Regions from separate parts of the Zea mays genome. Here all the other regions are linked to region 2. A link is a contact called in public Hi-C data. All regions are on one chromosome and are shown on one strand. Each heading gives the region's core, a stretch centred on a gene start, on an enhancer-like site or on the middle of the called end of the contact. The rest is flanking DNA. Distances are from core to core; before and after follow the strand shown.

Region 1 (4,360 bases), core at 1,007-3,506, 170 kb after region 2:
CTGTCCTGTACGTACGGTGCGGAGCGACCTCGTCACGCGTTGGCGCGGGTGACGCGCAACGCGACGGACCCGGTGCGGTGCGGTCGCGTCGTCGTCCGCAGGCAGCAGGACGGACGGAAGGAGGCCCGTGCACCGAGTGGACGGCCCGGGGTTTTGCAGGCTGCTGCTGCCAGCGCTGATCAGCGAGCCTATTCGGATTCGCGGTCTGCCCCGAGGTATTCGGATTCGTGTGTGTGTAGTAGCGTCCTCTCTTAGAAGTTAGAACGGGGTGTGCGCGCGATGTGTGTGTGTGTGTGTGTGTAGTAGCGTCCTCTTCTTCTACGCTTGACTACACCGGCGGCAGTAGCATTGTCAACTCCGTTTCTTCTGGCCTGTTTTCTTTCTTTTGCACGTACGCGAGTAAAAGGCGTGGTGGCATCGTTGAAAACGCGCGCACTCGAGAGTCACGCGCGCCGGTCGGCGGCACTACTCCAACGCACGCACCCGCCGGCCGGTCCATACAGGATGCACGCCCAAGGTCAAAAAAGGGAGGGGGTAGACGCTCTCGACCGTCAGTCTCAGTCAGGTCTTGCTCACTCCACGCCTTTTGCGGATTGGGAACCTTTCTTTCTTTCTCTCCCTTTTTTCTTTGTCGGCTGTGGCTCAAAGTGTGACGAAACGGAATGATTTGGGGGCCGAGAGCGTCCCCACCCCACCCTCCTAGTCCTACCATACGAGTACCAGATCACCCCCTAACAGCAGAGGCTAAGCCAGGCAACTGGTAGTATATGGGAAGTACGTAGCGCGTAGTGCTGGGAATTGGGCCGGGCCAGACTGGCCCGGTCCAAGCTCTTCGTTCTTCGTGCTAAACAGATTCGTACGTCATGAGTGAAAAGCACACCGACACATCCATTGTAGCCCGGCGCCAAACACATTTAATGCGATCGGTCATTTATGATGTGTCGGTTTTGAGCCAGGCGCGGGATCCACTCAAGTGGGTTTCCCTTTGGCACACTCGCCCTGTACGGGTTTCGCCAAGCCCGATTTCAGGCTCGGTGCTGTGGGCTTCGTCCAGGGGTGGATTCTTCCAGGTAGACGTAACTTATCTCCTCCGACTGACTAGCGGACCCCAGTTGACAAAGGTATTTAAATCAGAATTTTTAAATCCATGATATGGTATCTGAAAAACCCATGTTATTTAAATTAAGTTTTTTTACTAGCCAACATCTCTCGGCAAAAAAAATGAATACTCTAGTATTATCTAGTATCATCTCCGTACTCAAATATTTGTCGTCCGTTTGATTGGAGGGAGTACTATACTACGGCTATACAAGAGACGTAGACGTCCCGACGACCATGTACCAGTACACCAGACCATGCACGAGGTACGCAGCAGGACGTACAATGCGCGCGCAGCATGATGCATGCGTGCGTGTGTGCGTTGTGTAAATTGGCACGGTCACGCCGACGTACACGTACGTACTACCAGGGTCCAGGACGCAGCCTGCGCCGCTGCGCTGCGTCAGCAAAGACCGACACAGGAAGGAGGTGTCGTCGGTCCGGCGGTCTCCGGCGGGCGGGGCTGCAGGTCTTCCCCCCATCCCCCGTCGGTCTGTAGCGGTCCACGCAAGGACCCGAAACGTACTCCGCGCGCCGCTGCTCTGGCTGGCTCTGCGGCTCTGCCTCGTCTTCTCCCACTCTGCGCCAAGGCAAGGCTGCCAAGTACTGGTACTGGGTGGTTGGCGTCGGCCTCCGGAGCCGCGCGCGTCGCGTCGGCCTGCGGAAGGAATGGATGGATCCGGGCAGATCCACCCCACGCGGCCACGCCTGAGCCTAAGCGTCCTCTCAGTCCAGTCCAGTCCCGTCCCATCCACCACCACCACCTCGAGTCCTCGACCGCGACGAGAGGGGTAGCGCAGCGGTGGCGTGGCGTGGCGCGTCGCGCTTGGCAGCACGCGTAGGCACGCACACGGCTTTCTCTCTTTCTTCCTCTGCTGACTGACATGTGGGGGGAAGGGTCAAGACGGGGCTGAGACGCAAAGGCAGCGCGCGCAGCGCAGGTGCAGGACGACGACGGAGAAAGAAAGAGGGCTGGCTGGCTGGCTGGCCTGGGAGGCTGGGACGGACGACGGAGGAGTGACTCCGCTGCCCGGCATCGGCAGGCAGCGAAGCATGCTTGCACAGATGCGGCATCATGGCATCGCCCCTCCTCCTCGAAAGGTCGGCATCCTTTTTAGCCCGCCCAAGCCCAAAGGCCACCACCACTCGACCATCACAGTTCGCTCCGTCCTGCTACCCAGCTACAACGCGCCACTCTTCCTCACACTACGACGACGCCTTGCCACGGATTCGATCGTCGCCGCTTGTCTGCCCTATCATCTCACTCCCCCCGCCCGCTTGCTTTTATATCTGGAGCTTCCCACCAGCAAAGCCTTGGCATTGTGCTTCCTTGCTTTGTGTGTGGCGCGCTCCAGGTGCCAGCCCCAGGAGAGAAGACAAGCCGAGGTGTGGTTTATCTGTTTGTTTTGCACATTCCGCCTTATTGTAACCTAGCTATAGGCCAAGAGAAGCTCTGAGTCTTGCTCGGCATTGCCGTTCGTATCCGCGCATACTCACTCTTGCATGCTTGCGTCCATTCACCACCAAGCTGTCTTGTCGTTGCCGCCCGCCCATGCTTCAGCTCGGCACAGTTGCTTGCATTGCATTCCAGGTTTTCGCGACGACGGGGCTTCTCCAGAGCATGTCAGGACTCAGGAGCCGGCCGGCGCCAGGTGGCGTGCACGCCGTCGATCGAGTTCATTCGATTCCAGGCTTCCAGCACGCTGCACGCACGTAGTAGCTAGGTGGAGAGGAGCATTCTACGTACCACTGCGCGTTCGTGTAGGCAGGCCCCTAGCTAGCTAGCTAGCCCTGTGCTCTGCGTGCTCCTGCTGGGCTTTACTCCTACTCTGCCTCGTAGTAGTCGTAGGAGGCCTGGCCATGGCATGCGCGGCGTGAGGACACAAAAGCCGCCTGCTTTCTTGGGAAAAGGCGGGGTCGTGCTGTGGTCGCCATGGCATGCATGGCCGCATGGGGGGACCCAGTCCCACACCTCATAGCCCGCGTTTAGGCACTAGCAGCTTGGTGGAGTAGTACAATGTACAACTACGACGACTGCTGCGAATGCGTTTGGGCGGGTTGGGGCCGGGTCTTCTTCTTCCACCTGGCCTTTTTACTCCACCCTCCTCTTTGCCTGCTGTTCGCGAAACGGCAACATCTCGCTTGCCATTTACCACTCTCGTCCTCTCTCACAGTGGCATGCAGGCGCGGTAGGGTAGAGTTCCTCACTTCTCGCCCATCAACGATGACGAAGTGCGCGTAAGCTGCTGCTGGGAAACGGAGATTGGATAGATTCGCCGGGGGTCTTGTTGGCTTCAAGAGAGCCCGAGTTCTCCTTTTTCCAGCTTGGGTCTGGTACGCCATCTCTGGGTCTGGGGACTGTAGATGATGACGTCCTCGTACGAGAAGGCCACGTCGGGTGTCCTGAGGAACGCGGCGGCGCTGCTCGACGAAATGCAGCTCATGGGAGAAACGCAGGGTGAGTGTGGTTGCTACTGCTTGCTCTGCTGCTCATGCAAAGTTCTGTATTCTTACCCTGTCCTTTCCTTTTCCGTCAGGTGCCAAGAAGGTGATCAACTCCGAGCTGTGGCACGCGTGCGCGGGGCCGCTGGTCTGCTTGCCGCAGCGGGGGAGCCTCGTCTACTACTTCCCCCAGGGGCACAGCGAGCAGGTTAGTTCGAATTGAGTGGATTCTCAACATTCTTTTTCTCAAGAGAGGTTTCCGAAAATGTTACTGCTGCTCTGCATATGGATTACGAGTTTATGACCTGTGCTTGCGATACGAACTGTCGATGCTGAAGCTGTTCTTTTTGCAGGTTGCTGCTACCACTAAAAAGATACCCAACTCTCGCATCCCAAACTACCCGAGTCTCCCGTCGCAGCTGCTATGTCAAGTCCACAACATCACTTTGCATGTAAGTGTAAATGGCACTGCTAGTTCAGTTCCTAATGTTTGGGGGGGTACTCCAATGCCTATTCGCTAACAGTTAATGCTCGACTTGCACAGGCTGACAAAGAAACTGATGAGATTTATGCCCAGATGACCCTGCAACCAGTACACTCGGTAAGTGAACTGTGGACGCTGCATTGGTGCATAGCCTGTAAGTTTCAGAGTTTGGCCTCAAAAATGTAATTTGAGGCTTTTTATACAATAGTGCACACCAGTTTTGTCTCTAGTAGCTACCAACAGAAAGCACTGTAGTAACATGCACTGCCTTTAGAAAGCACCAGTAGCTATGATTCAGAAGCTGATGAATCTTTTAATCCTGGCATCCTGCCGACC
Region 2 (4,378 bases), core at 1,841-4,340:
GAAGTACAATCGTTACAGGGGTGGAATACAAATTTATTGAACAAACTGTCGTTTCATGACGCCTGGTTGTTCTCAAAATACATCCTCGCTCATTCGATTCATTCACCGTAGCCATTGTGTTAATGAGCTGTTCCCAGACGCCCTTACATCTCCCTCAATCTCGAGATCGGTATTTCTATTCCCTACCTTGCACAAGTTGCAGAGGATCATCATGAAACCAAAGAAAAAAGCCGTGATTTCGCTCACATCAGCAGGAGACTTATTGCACCGCCAGCATATTGCTCAGGTGGGACGCCATTGTTCACCCAAAGAGTGATCTGGTTTTATTCCGTTCCAGCCGAGCCTCCCTCTGCAAAACATTGAAACACAAAGGGGATAAGATACCTAACACAAATGAAATAACATGGAAAGAAAAATCTGGCAACCAAGTCTATATATAGAGTTATAGAGTGCTAACCGGTATCAAGAAAATAGTACCAAAAGAAGCACTCAAGTTAAAAGCAAAATCTTGGTACACGGTACGCGCGCTAGTTCAGATTAATGAATCAAATAGCCTGGACTTCTAGTACTTCAATAAGAGAGGAGCCATTTCAATTTGTTAAAATAAAATAAGGCTCACTGGACATGTGCGTTTTTATTACTATTTGTTGGCACATACAATTCTTTGAATGTCAATATAGCAATGCTTGCTGGCGCTACGCGGGGATTATATGGGATCACTCGACGGGTTTCTTTCAGATGTTGGAAAAGGCCAGAGGTTTATTTGGATATCCATTCTTCATGGAAATTTTCTCAGTGGCAGCTTGGGAGATTTGGAAGAAAAGAAATGGTAAAATCTTTAGAGGAGAGGCCCCAGCGCTCACATCTTGAAAGAAAAATTTCGTGGACACTCTTAGGCTTAACTTACTCAGATCTAATCCCATGACTGCTGCTGCTGTAAATTCTTGGCTTTCTGGTCTCTAGTTTGCTTGTATTATAGCTTGTCTTTTCTGTACAGTCTCTGCCCTAGGGTATCTCTCTTTTCAATAAAATTTCTGCTGTAGGGTTTCCCCTACAGTTTCCCGGTAAAAAAAAACTTATCAGATTTGCTAAAGTGCATGAGTGGGACACATTGAGTTCATCTGTGACTAGAGACCTTATCCAAATTTATATAATGATTGTAGTAGTATGTAACCCTATTTAGGTTTCAAGACACAATGATTTACTACTTTTATTATCATAATAGGAGAATTCATCTTTTTGCTCATGTGTGTGTGGCCTTTGTAATTTGGGAAGGTCAGTAAGTACTATACTACTATGGAAGGTTCAGAAATCATAAGACAGGGCAACGATAAAAAAAATGGTAGTGAGAGGATGTAATTATTTGACCCTTGTAAAATGGTAAGTACCATATGTATGATTATTTAGTAGTACTCAGGCCACAATAGTCAAGAATGCAGACATTGGAGCAGAGCAGATCTTGGTTGGAGATTTTATCACTACAAGTTCGAAAACTCTAGTCCTTTGCTCATGTGCATGCAACTGCTAGTATCTACGAAGAAATGAGCATCACTCATATCATTAGAATCACTTCTGCAGTCAGGATACTAGATGGGCAGGGGGTCAACCTATATGTAGATGAAGAAAAAAACTTAAACCGAAGGATAATCATCCTTGAAACAGGAATGTGAACCCAGAAAAAAAAAAGAAGTCCTAAACTTGCTCAACTGAGAGATCTCGGACACCAAACAGAAACTGACGTATATCGGTACATCCGTATATGTATCACCTGACCTCCCAAGATTAACTAGAGACTTACAGAGGAACGGGGAAGAGAGGAAAAGTATCGTGTACCGTCACACAAAATTACAGAGGAACCGGGATGACACAAGGGCAAACCTCTTTCTTCTTGCATTCCTTGTAATCGTCGAACTGCTGCTGGCACTTGGTCTTGTCCTGGTTGGCCTCCAAACCTTTAATCAAGAAACAACCGCAGCGTCAGCGAGCGGCCATAGAAGCATGGCGAGTATCAAGTAGCACCTTCCTGCGAACGTGGGGGTGTGTGGATGGGTCGAAGAGAGGAGGGGGCAGATTGGGAATCAGGGCGGGTGCGCAGCAGGGCTCGTACACTTGAGCGAGGCGGTGTACTGGGGGAAGCAGGCGGAGTCGGCGATCCTGGCGGCGCTGGGGTACGGCGGCTGCGGCGGCGACATCCCTGGAGACGCGCGGTGGTGGGTTGGGGACGCCGACGCTGCCTGTGCCGTCGCCATGGTGCCCCGCGTCCTTTTCTTCGCTAGTTCGGTTCTTCCTCCTTTTCGGGCTTTCGATTGGCCGTCGTCTTTCTGGATGGGGCGAAGTGATGGACAGGGCTTTGGTAATGGGCTGCTTATCTTCCGATTACTAGTACTGGGCCAGATGGACGGAGTACTGGGCCAACGAAGCGAATGAGTACCTGTAAAGCAGATAAATAACCCTTCTGCATGACTGCATCTGAGATGATTGCGCAGGTAAACTTTGCGTTGGAGAAGAATTACGACGACGGAGTAGATCCTGTTGTGATTGTGAGACAAGATCTCGATTTGTATTCCGGCCGGTGGCACTTAAGAAATGACCTCTTGACCCGGCCCGATCGGATCTTGAAAAAAAAAGCAGCAGTTTTTACGAGTTTAAAACTCAGCGGGGGGTGGGGTGGGGTGGTGGAAATGGAATCTGGATGGCTCACACTTTAACATTAGAGCAACTCCATGGCTAATACAATACCAATAGTTCACACTTAACATTAGAGCAACTCCACTATACTCGGCAAATAAATAACTAAATTTATTGATTTAGCTACTCTCTAAAATAGGTTTTAAAAAAATAGGTTAATCAAATATACTCTATAAACCAATTTATTAGATAGTGAGTGAAGAAGACTATAAAAAAATAGAAAGCGGAGACGGAGGAACGAAGAGCAGTTAAAATTGAAAAATCATTTACAGAGTTTGTTGGATATTTTTTTCATCTAATAATAACTAATTTTAACTTTACAAAATGATTTGTCTAATCTTTTGAAGTTGCTCGTGAATACTACGACTAAAACATGGTGATGGGTAACACCGTAGCAGGCAATCATATCTATATGGTAATCCGGGACTCGTCAGCAGAGGCACAGCTGGAGCAAAGCAACCAGAGGGAGCGCGAGCCGGCCACTCCCCTCCGTCTCTCTCGACCATGGCGAGGCTCCCGCTGGCCGCCTGCGCCGTCGCCGCCGCCTTCTACCTGTGCCTCCACCTTGCGTCGTCGTCCTCTTCCGCTCCTCGTCTTGCGCCTGCCCCGAGCGACGGCGGCCGCCGTGCAGGCAGGACCGCCTACCACTTCCAGCCGGCCAAGAACTGGCAGAATGGTGAGCGCGCTGACTTCCCTTGCATCCGTCTCCGGCCGTTGCACCGTCGATTTGATCAGGACACAGATGTTTGCTGAACTGATTGATCCCTGTGTGGTTGTCCGATCGGCGTGGCGTGGCGAACTGCGGGTTTCTTTGGCCGTACGTCTCGGGTGGATCCTGGCGCCGGCAGATCCGAATGGTACGTGCTGATCCCTCCTCTCCTTGGCTGCTCTGTTCTTGGTTTCCGTTCTCTGGCTGCGAGATGTAGAATTTGCTTTGCTTCGCTCCGCTGAAGCTGAACGGGGTCGCTCGGTCATCTAATCGCATTTGTATCGAATTGGATTGAATTGAATTGAATCACACGGATTAAACTCCGTTAATCTCAATTAGCCATGTCTCCAGTAGCCAGCACAGCAGTATGAACCTACCTACAGTACCTACCTATCCATCCATTCCATTGGCGTAGCGGACAAAGAAAGGAACAAACAAATCAGCGAAAGATGCACGTGTGGCCCACGTTGGTAGGGCAAGATTGGAGTGCCAAGTGTGCTTTCCACCGTGGACCTGATTTTGGAGTAGGCCGTGTCTCATCCTTCAAGACTTCGCATAATAAATCTTGTCTGCTCTATAACATGAGCCGATTAATTAGCTGCAGCACTGAAAAGAAACCATCTTGTTTGAATCCAGTAAACAACACAGTCATCTGATCGTCATAAAATGATATAATCTGTCTATACCGCACCCAAGTGTTTCAGTCTTTCAGAGTTCCAAAACGTTCGAATCTTTTCTTTAGCCATCTTCTTCCTCCCGACGCCGCCGCGGCTATGACCGCGTATGAGTTCCAACACTCGAGTGAGGTGTAGAGTGTAGACTTACCGAAATGATATGTATACTTGTAGTAATACATGACAAAACGACGGTTAATTCTTGTGTAACAATGCGATACGAGCAGGGCCGATGTACTACAACGGCATGTACCATCTCTTCTACCAGTACAACCCGCACGGCGCGCTCTGGGGCGTTGGCAACCTC
Region 3 (3,850 bases), core at 1,107-3,606, 200 kb after region 2:
TCATGGGCATGTAACAATCCATGTATCCCACTCTAATGCTAGATAGGCTCGCGGTGGCCTAGACCTCCCCTATTTTAGAGTTGACTACCTTAAGGGTGGACTAACCTTTCCGAATTATGGCCATTATTCATTAGCATGTTTTAGTTCAGTTGTGTGCCCTTATTCATTTCAAGTGAATATTATGCATGCTTAAGGTTGTTGAGCTCTATGAAGCATCAAAGTTGTCGATTTCATAATAACTTTGAGTCTCTTGTACATAGGAGGTAGATTGGGCTCCAGATGTACCACATCTGCAATGAACATGACATCAGTTTCAAACCTGTTGTAGGTTCCATGTCATACGACTTCTTGGAAGTTGGAGTCAGGAATGCACACTGTGGAGCCACGCAGGCAGTTGTCGAGTTGTCATCTAGCTTCTTCATGGCATTGTTCTTAAACTAAGCACTAGCTAAGTGTGTCACGGTGAAGTCAAACATAGAGACGTCGTTGGTTGCATTACTTATTCTTCTGAATAGCTCTCTTAGGCTCTTTCTCTCCAACTACACTTTGCTAATCATTAGATATATCGATCTATTCTTCATTGTCCTTTGGGTTGTTCTCTTTTTTAATTGAAGATCTTTAGGCTACGATCATAGTTGCATGTGTTGTTGGGAGTGTAGTGCTCAGTGATCGAAATGGTTAGAATGGTGACTCTGACTCGGTATGATAATTGATCCATGAAGGAGACTATGCGGGAGGAAGCAGGGTTGCTCTTGAGTAGTAGGATTTTTGCCAAGTGTATAATGCTTCCATCTGATGGGGCGGTAAGGACCATAGTACCAGACCTTGTTGGGCATCTATTAGTGGGAGTTTTGCTCGTATCCCTCCTCTGGCGTGAGAGTGGATGTGACAAGACTTGTGATCGCTTGTTGGTAGATCGAAGTGGTATTATTGATTTTGAGAGTGAATCCGACTAGGCTTAGACCGCAATTATCCAATGGCCTAAAACCCCACTCAAAAGAATTGGTTGTGTTCAAGTTGGACTCATACTTGTAGTTAGACCGAGCTTGGACGATAGTTATTTGATGTCACAATGACTAGCTTGGAAAACTTTGCCGTGTCTACGCTGGACTTGTAAAAGAAATTTCATCGAAATTCCGTTAAGTCCTTTTACCATGTCTCAACAATTTGTCAATGAAGTTTGGGTCATCATAGTCTCTATGAGGTGCCCATCAAGCATGTTAGAGTTTTTTGTCATACACATCTAGGAGCCAAAAATGAAGGTTGATCCTACCAAAAATATGATGATATCCATCAAGCTTTTAGTTGTCCTTTTCCTGAAGCCATGCCTGACATGCTAGATGTCCATGTTTGATGATCAATAATCCTGCTATGGGATTTACCTAGAATTTGAATTGATGTGATTCAACGTATACCAAACTTGATGATGAACATTATGGAAATGATTTTATACTGGTTCAGACTGTTGAATAGTGTAATAGCCTATATCAAGTTAGACATGTTGACTTGTGTTTGATTGTTGGTTATGTTTTGTTTTCGTTGTTACAAAGAGAGTAACACACTTCTCGTTATATAGTCTAGCTAGAGAACATATGTACAAGTCGAGTAATAGTCGGCTAAAACATAATAGTTTATATTCTATGAAAGATAAAATATTTTCCTTTAATCTGTCTAAGTTGGTAGTCTTCTATCTTAGTTCGGTGTCTTTTTAGGTCCATGGAGAAGCTACATGCCCCATGTAAGGGTATGCTCAGGAAGAACACCCATGGGTCTGGACCCCCACCAGTAAGACCTGGACCCACGCAAACGCCACCTGGCCCACCCAGGATTAGTCCTTGATGGACACATGTAATGGTCGGGCCTCCTTGCCTGCCTCTGGACCCCGGTCGGTGCGAGCCAAGGGCTTCAGTTGGTTCGCATATCCTTGGCACAAGCCCTCCTCATAGATAGGGGTACGGTGCTGCCATGTGGCTTTAAGGCATCCGACTCAAGCCTTAGGGAAGAAGCAAGCCTCCCATCTGCAGGCCCGCTGCCTATATTTAATAAGGATAGGCCATGGCACACTATGCCACATGTAGAGTAGATGTCTAACAGGTTGACAAGACCGCTCCACGCGCTACCGAGGCACACAACGTCACAACCACACTAGGTGCATTTAATGCACACTCATGATAAACGCGAGCTCCCAAGGCGGTCATCTCATACAAGTAGGCAACTGCATCATGAAGCGTCACTCATACGACGATACACCCGCTATAGTATGGGCTAGAGTTGACAACACAGAGATATCACATTAATTCCCGCGCATGTCAGCCTGCTTAGCCCAACGACATCAACATACTAGGAACATCCCGCTATGGCCCAGGTCGGCAAACGGGATAAACAACAGATCTGGTCGGAAGATACGCACGATGGTTGAGGAGAAGGAGATCTTAGCCCGTTATTGCACTTATAGCTCCATGTTGTACATAATAAATACTGAAACATTGGGCCCACCTGTCGGAGTCCAGATCCATCCCCTATAATGTGCCATCCTTGGACTGTAAAAGGGATGACACATACGATACAAGTGGACATTCACACTCCAGCTCCCTCGGAGACATCTACATCTAGACCTGGGCTTTCTCGAGCTCTCGACAATACAACCCACAATGGAGTAGGGTATTACGCTTCGGCGGCCTGAACCACTCCAAATCCTTATGTGTTTTTGTGTTCATCCATCTCATAAGGATAACCTTAGGCAGTCCCCTATTTCTAGGATTAGACGGGTGCATTCTGCCACCCGGCTGGAGTTTACCCTCCGACAATCATATCATTCCCTCATAACCTATTGTTTAACCTCTCCATTTTATATTAGAAGTCCTTTTAGCTTTATATATATGCCTCTCTTTCTAAATGTATAGTGAGAAAATTTAAAATTATGTATTAAGAAAAGGGTAGAACTGAATTATATATACCACTATATAACCTATTAGTTTAAACTTTGCAAAACTCGCCCAATCAAATCACCTCCACACACCTAAACTCCACTAAACTCACCAAAAAATTGCACCCAGATTTAACACTATCAAAACCAACAGTTTATATCACTAGATAATCCTCTCTTCTTTACGCACTCAAATCCAATGAATAAATTATTTATACCATTTCTCGTCTGTTTCCTCTCACTCCCATGAGTTTTCGACCCCTCCCCTCACTCGTGCTGAGGGATGAAAGTGGTAATCCGAACTGTTATGACAAATTTAATATTTTAAAATAGATATGTATAAAATTTGATGTTGATATTTTTATGTTTTCAAGCACATTATTAAAAATAAGAATAAAATATAACATAAATTGTTTTATGTATTATTTTCCCTCTACAAAAAAAAAGTTGAAAAATTTACCGAATTCATTTTCAAATTCATACCAAATTTTATATCTACCATTTGAGAAAATATAGAATGAATTTGAGGTTTGCTTTTTATGAATCTTTACAAGCTCAATGTTAAAAATAAGAATATAAATTTGTATAGTAGATTCTATGTCCTATTTATTCGTAATCAAAGAAAAATGTGCCGTCGACCTTCTCATCTCTTCTGGGGTCATAGCGTTCCTAGAGTCTAGATGTTAGTCATATATAAGGAAGGGACTTTTTTCGAAATTAATTAAGCACCCATGTGTCTCTTGGATTTCTGTCGCTCTGTGTAGTCACTCCACTTGTCTTCCTTTTATCCCACTCATCAGGCGCAGTCTGAATCCAATCCAGTCCGGGCCGATCGCCATGGCAACCGCCACCGCTCCTGCATATATACCTACCACTGCACATGCTGCCAGGCCCAGCTTCACAAGCTAGGTGTGTCAGCCCAAA

The links. A called contact is a pair of places that touch in the nucleus more often than the background predicts.
Region 1: a contact with region 2 is called in a Hi-C map of leaf, with 3 times the contacts expected there. The contact joins the promoter of LOC100383226 here to the promoter of LOC541679 in region 2. A contact is called at or near these places in 3 of 25 Hi-C or Micro-C datasets (ear, leaf and tassel).
Region 3: a Hi-C map of tassel shows a contact between it and region 2, with 2.8 times the contacts expected there. The contact joins the promoter of LOC103648341 here to the promoter of LOC541679 in region 2. A contact is called at or near these places in 3 of 25 Hi-C or Micro-C datasets (bundle sheath, ear and tassel).

Annotation. Positions count from the first base shown.
Region 1 is chr2:3,628,364-3,632,723 of Zm-B73-REFERENCE-NAM-5.0, forward strand. LOC100383226 reads left to right here and starts at 2,257. Exons shown (of 14, transcript NM_001175888.1): 1 at 2,257-2,484; 2 at 3,273-3,556; 3 at 3,636-3,748; 4 at 3,894-3,992; 5 at 4,085-4,141. The coding sequence starts at 3,463.
Region 2 is chr2:3,460,656-3,465,033 of Zm-B73-REFERENCE-NAM-5.0, forward strand. LOC541679 reads left to right here and starts at 3,091. Exons shown (of 6, transcript XM_020547998.2): 1 at 3,091-3,364; 2 at 3,537-3,545; 3 at 4,299-4,378. The coding sequence starts at 3,193. It overlaps LOC103648340, which reads right to left and starts at 2,408. Exons shown (of 3, transcript XM_020548079.2): 1 at 2,108-2,408; 2 at 1,879-1,952; 3 at 1-349. The coding sequence starts at 2,249. The coding sequence ends at 302.
Region 3 is chr2:3,656,772-3,660,621 of Zm-B73-REFERENCE-NAM-5.0, forward strand. It overlaps LOC103648341 (peptidyl-prolyl cis-trans isomerase NIMA-interacting 1), which reads left to right and starts at 2,357. Exons shown (of 3, transcript XM_008672828.1): 1 at 2,357-2,365; 2 at 3,691-3,850. The coding sequence starts at 2,357.